2 separate regions of the Bombyx mori genome follow, and region 1 is linked to region 2. The links are chromatin contacts, called in public Hi-C maps. All regions are on one chromosome and are shown on one strand. The core of a region is the stretch at or near the end of the contact, and the rest is flanking DNA. Distances in the headings are between cores, read along the strand shown.

Evidence for each region. Hi-C and Micro-C count contacts between places; a contact is called where the count stands out from the background.
Region 1: a contact with region 2 is called in a Hi-C map of posterior silk gland, with 3 times the contacts expected there. The contact joins the enhancer-like site here to the promoter of LOC101744757 in region 2. A contact is called at or near these places in 4 of 7 Hi-C or Micro-C datasets (posterior silk gland and whole pupa).

The regions. Positions count from the first base shown.
Region 1 is chr17:128,336-132,962 of ASM3026992v2, forward strand. It overlaps LOC101744757 (forkhead box protein K1), which reads left to right. Exons shown (of 8, transcript XM_038016762.2): 3 at 665-804; 4 at 2,235-2,521; 5 at 2,795-3,141; 6 at 3,781-3,877; 7 at 4,547-4,604. Among protein-coding and RNA genes, the nearest start is that of LOC105841774, 15 kb to the right of the region's middle. Within about 2 kb of position 2,041, at least 5 of the 8 cell types and tissues checked have open chromatin away from gene starts, as enhancers often do.
Region 2 is chr17:93,262-97,499 of ASM3026992v2, forward strand. LOC101744757 (forkhead box protein K1) reads left to right here and starts at 1,360. Exons shown (of 8, transcript XM_038016762.2): 1 at 1,360-3,767. The coding sequence starts at 3,403. LOC101744326 (GSK3B-interacting protein) reads right to left here and starts at 1,301. Exons shown (of 2, transcript XM_038016764.2): 1 at 1,278-1,301.

The DNA of each region.
Region 1 (4,627 bases), core at 791-3,290, 36 kb after region 2:
TAACTCCGGAAGTGGATATAATTGAATTAAAACATCAATAAACATCATTCAATTTCTAAATTCAATCTAATCCAGAGCACGGTGGATACTATGGTCACCCTAGTCACTTTGGTCACTATAACTAACCAATAGAACAACAAAGCAGGGTACCCTTTAAATCTTAGCTTTCAATTATTTTGCCTGAGGTATTCAGCTTAGTGTATTATATATACATCGTACATAAACTGCGAAAGTATATGAATTGATTTCTGCTACTCCCACGCAGTAGCAGGGCGATACCACAGCTACTGGTCGGGAAGCAATTGGCTATTGGCTCGTGTTCCACTATAAATGGTATTTCCAATGGTGGACAGCTTTCTACGTAGATTAAAAATACATTTTAACAATAATAATAACAACATACTGAAATGGATTCTAACAACAGCTCGAATTAAATTTATACATTTAAATCTAACAACTTATTACGTTGACTTTCAACTTCTTGTTAAATGTATAATGTGTATGTAAATTTCCGTTGTTTGTAGCTGACGTCGGTGTCTCAAGTCATCTCCTGCTATCAAAAGTGTAATTAAAACAATAACCGTTACACTGGTGCACGTCCAGGATTGTGTCGTGGTGTGTTTCGTCGTGTGTCCACTAAGCAGTGCGTTTGTGTGCGTTGCAGGCACGATCAGTGCGGCGAACAGCTGCCCCACGTCCCCGCGCGGCGCGGGCTCCTCGGCGCGCCGCCACGCCGACCTGGGGCTGGTCGCGCACTGCGCCGCGCTGGCCGACCACGCGCGCCCCGACTCCAACGGGACCGCGGTCAGTGCACGCATCATACGATCGACAAACTTCCTTGACAAGCCGCATACCACAAGCCTAGGGGTAGAATAAAATTGCTCTGACGTCCTCATTGGATTTTAACTTCGTGTCTCAAATCAACGATGGAATTGTGAGCGGTCTTCGTAGTCTAAGGAATGAGATGATTCCGCAGGCAATTCATACAGTCACTACTTTACCAACTACTCTTAACGTAGTTCCATTACTGAAAAGGTACTTGAATAAGAGGAAGGAATTCAAATGCAATTATATGCAATATGAATACAATTATAATGCATTTACTGTCTACTTATATGTGATTTTGATTGTGGAAACATTTTTGGTTATTGTTTTAGCTATATATTTTTAAATATTATATGTTTGTATTGTACTGTTTGTTTCCCAAATAAATAAATAATAACATGCACATTACACAACTGAAATAATACCTATACCATACCCATATCATACCCATACCATACCCATACCATACCCATACCATACCCATACCATACCCATACCATACCCATACCATACCCATACCATACCCATACCATACCCGTACCATACCCATACCATACCCATACCATACCCATACCATACCCATACCATACCCATACCATACCCATACCATACCCATACCATACCCATACCATACCCATACCATACCCATACCATACCTATACCATACCCATACCATACCCATACCATACCCATACCATACCCATACCCATACCATACCCATACCCATACCCATACCCATACCCATACCCATACCCATACCCATACCCATACCCATACCCATACCCATACCATACCCATACCATACCCATACCATACCCATACCATACCCATACCATACCCATACCATACCCATACCATACCCATACCATACCCATACCATACCCATACCATACCCATACCATACCCATACCATACCCATACCATACCCATACCATACCCATACCATACCCATACCATACCATACCCATACCATACCCATACCATACCATACCATACCATACCATACCCATACCATACCCATACCATACCCATGCCATACCCATACCATACCCATACCATACCCATGCCATACCCATACCATACCCATACCATACCCATACCATACCCATACCATACCCATACCATAACCATACCCATACCAAACCCATACCATACCCATACCATACCCATACCTTACCATACCCATACCGATGCCTATACCCATACCTTATCATACCCATACCACACCATACTATACCATACCCATACCATATGCATACCATACCATTCCCATACCCATGTCGTGTGCAGCGCGGTTCCCAAATTAAAACTGTATTCTCGATTTTAATTCTGTAGTATGACGGAAGATGATTCTGTAGCTAGTTGTGGGTTTGTCAACATAAGCTCGTAATAAATAAATTACATTTCAGTCGTCATCGATGAGCGAGTCCGTGTACGGCGGCGTGCGTGACGTGCGTGACGTGCGCGACGTGCGTGACGTGCGTGACGTGCGTGACGTGCGCGAGCGGGACGCGCCAGACGACGTGAAGCCACCCTACAGCTACGCGCAGCTCATCGTCCAGGCCGTGGCCTCCGCGCACGACAAGCAGCTCACGCTCAGCGGCATCTACAGCTACATCACCAAGCACTACCCCTACTACCGCACCGCAGACAAGGGCTGGCAGAACTCCATCCGACATAATCTCTCGCTCAATAGGTGTGTGCTAACTAACATCCAGCTTTATCTGTGAATACTTACATACATATCTTGAGAGATCTAATATTAACGGGAAATCAGAAACAGTTGAGAACTAAAATGTCATCAATTAGCCTTATGTCAAATATCAGGAGATAATAGAAGCTCTTTTAGTTCTCATGTCGTTGAATAGTTTTGTGTAAAATTAACGGGGTTATTTGAAATTTTGAAAAACAGGTGTGTGAATGATCACTGGTGGCTGCCTCGTGCAATATTGTAACTTTGCATTTGCAGGTACTTCATCAAGGTGCCGCGCAGCCAGGAGGAGCCCGGCAAGGGGTCGTTCTGGCGCATCGAGCCCGCCTCCGAGATGAAGCTCATCGAGCTCGCGTTCCGGCCGCGGCGGCCGCGCGGCGTGCAGTTCCGCGCGCCCTTCGGCCTCGCCTCCCGCAGCGCGCCCGCCTCCCCCGCGCCCGCGCCCGCCTCCCCCTCCGCGTCCCCGCCCGCCGCCGCCGCGCACGCCGCGCTGGCGCGCCCCACCAGCGCGCCCGGCTCCCCGGGGGACGGCGGCGTGGGCGCGCTGCTGGTGGCCGGACACCACATCACCGTCGTCACCAACGGAGCCGGCGGCGAGCGGGAGGGTGACCACTTTGTATATTTGCGCGCGCCCAAACCCTCACTGCCCTTTGATTTAATTTATTGTCAAGTGACAGACAAAAATAAGAAATTGCTGTTGTAAATATTTTATATACACAATAGGGCTATTGCACTGTATGCGCGGTAACACAATTAATAATTAATGATGCGTGAGTGCAATGGCTCATACGCTCTTATGACGCATGTGTCTATGGCATAGACTGCGGGTTCACAGTTCATTGCACATTGCCAATTTGGTTTCAGTTGATCTTCATATAACAAGATAAATACGTTCTTACCGTATTGTATGAACCCGTGTTATATGACTAGAAATAGAGCAAAAAGGAGAGTAATTATTCTGAATGAAACATGCCTGTATGTATTTCTTTACCTAATAAACATAAAAAATAAGCAGGAAACATTATGTTATTCCCATACATTGTGTGTTTATAGAACTTAATGTAATTTTGTAAATAAATTTCAACAAAAATTTCTCTTCGTGCTGTCGAAGTACCGTGTTATGGGAAGGTTACTTGTATTCCACATCCCGTCCCGTCACGCCCCGCCCCGTCACGCTCCGCCCCGCCCCGCTGCGACCGCTCGCAGCGCAACATAAAGCTAACACGAGGACGTGTTCGTTACAGAGAAGTACGTGGTGGGCACGACGTCCGGCGGCAACCTGGTGTCCATCCAGGAAGAGGAACCCGCGCACCTGGTCATCCACCAGCACTCGCCCTACTAGTACGTAGCACCGCAGTTACATTCGCTATACACTGTTCGGCCGCTCCTGTCGTGCCCCGGGGCTGCACTCATTACGCTAAATACAAATTAAAACTTATCTACAATGCGTCTTTTTTTTTATAGCCCTTGTAGGCAGACGAGCGTACGGCCCACCTGATGATGAGTGGTTAAAATCGCCCATGGGCTTCAGCAATGCCAGGGGCAGAGCCAAGCCGCTGCCTACCGTAAACTATTATACCGACTACTACTACTACTACTACTACTATAATTTACACATTATTTAAATGTAATCTTTTTTTTTCATTACCGATTTTGTTTTACGGGCTGTAAAACGGGTGTACGCGCGTGTACCGGAGGGACGCCGCCCCGTAGGGAGGCCCAAGTACCGCTGGTCTGACGCTGTGGAAGGAAATTTACGTGAACTACAAGTGTCGGACTGGCAAGGTGTTGCGCAGCGGGATGAATGGCAAAGCTTATTGTCAGAGGCCAAGACCCACTTTTAGTTCATAGCGCCAGCGCAGTAGCAGTAGTAGTAGTAGACTTTTTTTAACACTGGCTAGGTTCGCATTTACGTACTAGCATATAATGTATCCTGCAATATTCGCAACACTGCTCACCTCGGGTGTCTTACTGTGGGCCCAGTGACGGTAACGTGTGCGTTTGTTCCAGCGCGGCGGACGGCGAGCTCGTCATACACGACACGCCGCCGCACAAGCGGAGCCGACAGGTACCTGCAGTCCATGGACCGCC
Region 2 (4,238 bases), core at 110-2,609:
ATAAAATTATGTCTAGGCTATGCCTACCGGTATTTATTTTATTCGTTCCACAGATAATGTATTGCATTATCACTATTAATTGAAAACCCCTCAAATACTGTAGCATCCATCATCATCATCATTTAATAAGCATCATTATGAAAAAAATGGGCTGGGTATTGGCAAGTAATATCCTGATTATGGAAAAAGCATTGAGGAATGCAAATGAAAAGATGGGAAGATAATTTATCAAAATTGATATAGCTCAAATTCGATATTGTTTAAAGTATTTGAAACATGAGAAATAATATAGTAATAGAGAATGCAAGATCAAACCATCAAAGTAGTTTTAATATTATGTAGTTTTTATATATAAAAAATATTAACATTAAAGCACGTGGGCACAAGTTGTGTGCAAATACATATTGTAAGACAGTCAGAGAATGAAGAGTAATGTTATCTATTTCAATATATTTTATAGCCATGCAACTTATTTATATAAATACAACCATTTTAGTACAGCATTTACAATAGCCATCTTTTTTTCTTCGTCTTCGAAAGTAGCCGAATATACGGTACACCTGACGGTAAAGTAAGTACAGCCCCTGATAAAAATTATTACTTACTTGAGTTGTATTATTCGGATTTAATTCACTTTTGTGAAAGCAGCCCTTAAAATTTATAGCAGGCCCATTACTACAACCAAAATATTTTTTATTTTCGTAGATATTTGATAATTTAAAACAGGTTGTTTTTCCTTTTCTGATTATTTTTGTATTTTATTACTTTTAAAGTTTTTTTTTTTTGGGATTTTATGATCTGATAACAGACCTTTAAGTCATGTTTCATTTTAATTTATATTCGTATTTTTATGAAAAATGATATATGAAGTGAAATGAAATGAAATAAAGATGATTAATTTGAGACATTAATCAGCTGGGATGAAATTAAATGAAATGAAATGAGATGATATGGGATGAAATATAATCTCAGTAAAATGGAGGTCATTTATTAAGATTTTTTTAGTGGACTTTTTGGAGGATCCCGAGAAGTTACGTCCAGCGGCTTTGTTTCATTTTCCCACATTTGTACACTTTCACAGATATTAAACAGTTAATAAACCACCATTATTACATATTTAAACCTGAAAAAACATTAAATAGACAAAGAACAAATCACATAACTTCACTCCTCGCGTTCCCGCCAAAAAATTACTATAGCTTTAAATTGGATAACAAGATACCCATAAGACTCAATCATTTTGATCCTGATATAGCATTTTAAACATCAACAACTACCTTAAAATTGTTCATCAAGTTGGAATTTGTCCCTAATCGCCCCATTTTACCGGTACTCGAAAATTTGTCAACAAATAAAACATATTGAGTTTATTGCCTATGATCAACAGTCTGTTTTTAAAAACAAAGCATAAGTAGGTTTATTAAAATACAATGGTACGTATATAGGTAGTATGTACAATGTACTGGATACATAGTAGTAGTACCGTACGGTAAATTGTTGTATGAAACCTACGGTACTACCATAGACCTATATAGGTCTATGGTAGAATAAAATTATCTATGACAGTGTCCACAGATGCTACGCATCACCACAGGCTAAGAAATTTCCAATGAATTTTAAATTATACGGATTCAGTAAAATGTTTATACATATATACGTAGGTAACTATTTTTAAATCAATTGGAATGTAACAAGAAAAGTAATCTTCCACAGTGTTGCTCCACATTTTTTTACTGCAAATATTTTTAGCCGGTCACTGAAATTGCCTAATGAAATTCGGTAGGCAGCGGCTTGGCTCTGCCCTTGGCATTGCTGAAGTCCATGGGCGACGGTAACCACTCACCATCAGGTGGGCCGTATGCTCGTCTGCCTACAAAGGCAATAAAAAAAATAAAAAAAAAATATTTTTGTATTGGTTGTAGCATAGTGTGAGATTAGATAATTTTATACAACAATATATTTAATTTCCAAGAAACTTTAAAAATGTAATGTTGTCATATTTTGATAAATGTAAACTTTTAAATTTTTAGTAGTCTCTGCATTACGCACAGCTCGTATTACAAAATAACTATAACCGATTTCCTTTTTATTCTGACATACAGTTGTGAAACTAAGCTTGTAACCTCATTTGAGCAGTCCTCTAGTCAGACGTATTTCTGTGCCGATAGATTGATTGGCTTCAACCTAGATCAAATGTCGTTATATACGAGCTGCTAAAATGCATCGTAGCAACTTGTCCATCTCCTCGAGCAGCATAATATAGCGGCACCCTTCTGCTGCATCAGGCGGGGACTACCCGTCCTCTTGAGGGACGGAAACCGTTCCAGCTCCAAATGGCTGAGAATCACACCCGCTGAGAAATTCTTTACAAGGAGGAGCCGTGTCTTTTGCGTGTAAAAAGATCACAAATACACGGAACTCGTTTCTACTAACGTGAAACGTACCGTGCAGCCGGATCTCCTCTTTTCCAAACGTCATGAGATCATTATGATGCAGGAGGCGACGCATGAGATACCATATCGATCTGGCGCTCCTACCGAATAGACTTCACATCACTATCAGAGTGTTATCAGCGTTGACTATTGCACATCTCACACGTTGAACAGCAACATTCAATAGAAAAATCAACAACAGTCATCTCACAGTCAGCCAGTTTCACAGATTTAATAGGTGTGTCCGAATCATCGCGCTCCTTGGTTCTAGGGTACAAACCTTCACCGTCTCTTAACACCTCTGCAGATTTTCATAGTGATTAAATAGATCCTGAATGGCTTTGTGACTGAAAATACATAGTGCTTTAATCATTATGAATTATAGGTCATAAAACTTAACAAAAAATATATTTTTTTCATAATAATCACTTTTTTCAATAAATATCGATTATTTTTAGGTTGCTATTTCTTTCAAGTATTTACCAAAGGGTTCCAGTACTGCGTGAAACGAAAATTTTAGTTCACTAAATTGTTGATTTGTTGTGTAGATGGCGCGATAAACTTGTAAACTCCTAAACTGCGTATGGTGCACTGACGTTTTTGGTTATTTTTGTTCTCACCTCGTGTTTACTTTTGCATCTAATTTCGGTTCAATTGCAAAAATTCAATTGTGCAATAACATAAAGATATATATCGCGTGAAAAGGATTCGACCTCGTTTATAACCGTATCGATCTGTAGATCTGGACGCAGTATATGTATACAGCCTTATCACGTGGTGGTGTGGTGGTTTATGTAATTCTTGTTTACCGCACAAACGGAAAGTTTGCGCATGTGCGTTTCTCAGTAACCTCAAAGTGTTGAGTACGGGTTCGGTACGTTCCGGACATCCGGGTGTAGTCGGTATTGTGATGTGTGGAGGCGCGAGCGGCACGCGAGCCGCGTGTGGATAGCGTCGTTAGAGCCCGGTCATGGCCCAGGCCCAGTTTACACGGAGCTCTGAGAGCGATGCTTGGGCGCTCCTGTCGCTCAAGTCGGCGCCCTCATCGCCATCAAAAGTGCAGTGGGCCCAGGAAACTGCGCCCGCTGCGATTGCGCGCCTCGAGGGTCGCGACTTCGAGTATCTGATCCGGCAGAAGCGCGTCATCATTGGGCGCAACTCAAGCCGTGGTCAGGTCGACGTCAACATGGGGCACTCAAGCTTTATCTCTCGTCGTCACCTCGAACTCATGTACGATCAGCCCGAGTTCTACCTCACCTGCAACAGTAAAAACGGTGTGCTCGTCGACGGCGTATTCCAGCGAAAAGGATCCCCGCCCATGTTACTGCCCAAGAGGTGAGTGCTGACCTTCTGTTCTCTACCAGATTTGCACTTGTATTGTTTGTAAACAAAACTATTTGTTTATACTCTACCCACCTGTTGTATTTTTAGTTATTGAAAATGTTGACACATGTGCCATTTATACAGCTATATAATATATTTATATAGCTTATCAAAACAAAAGGAAACGAAAAGTAGTTATGATAGATAGTGCTACATGTCACAGCAATTTTTCTTAGTGTTTTAAAAACAAATTTGTTATTTTAATGGCATCCTTTAGACTTTCGTTATGTTGTCCAAGTTTTTAGTTATATTGTAAATTACCAAGTATCATAATATTCTAGAGAAATCTAGTAAAAACTAGATACTAGAATCTACTAGAAAACCAATGAGATGTTTGGGAATAGTGATCTGGGACAAGTATAAACAAACATACTGTTATCAGATACTTGCGTAAACAAACAATACCAAACTGATATTAAAGTT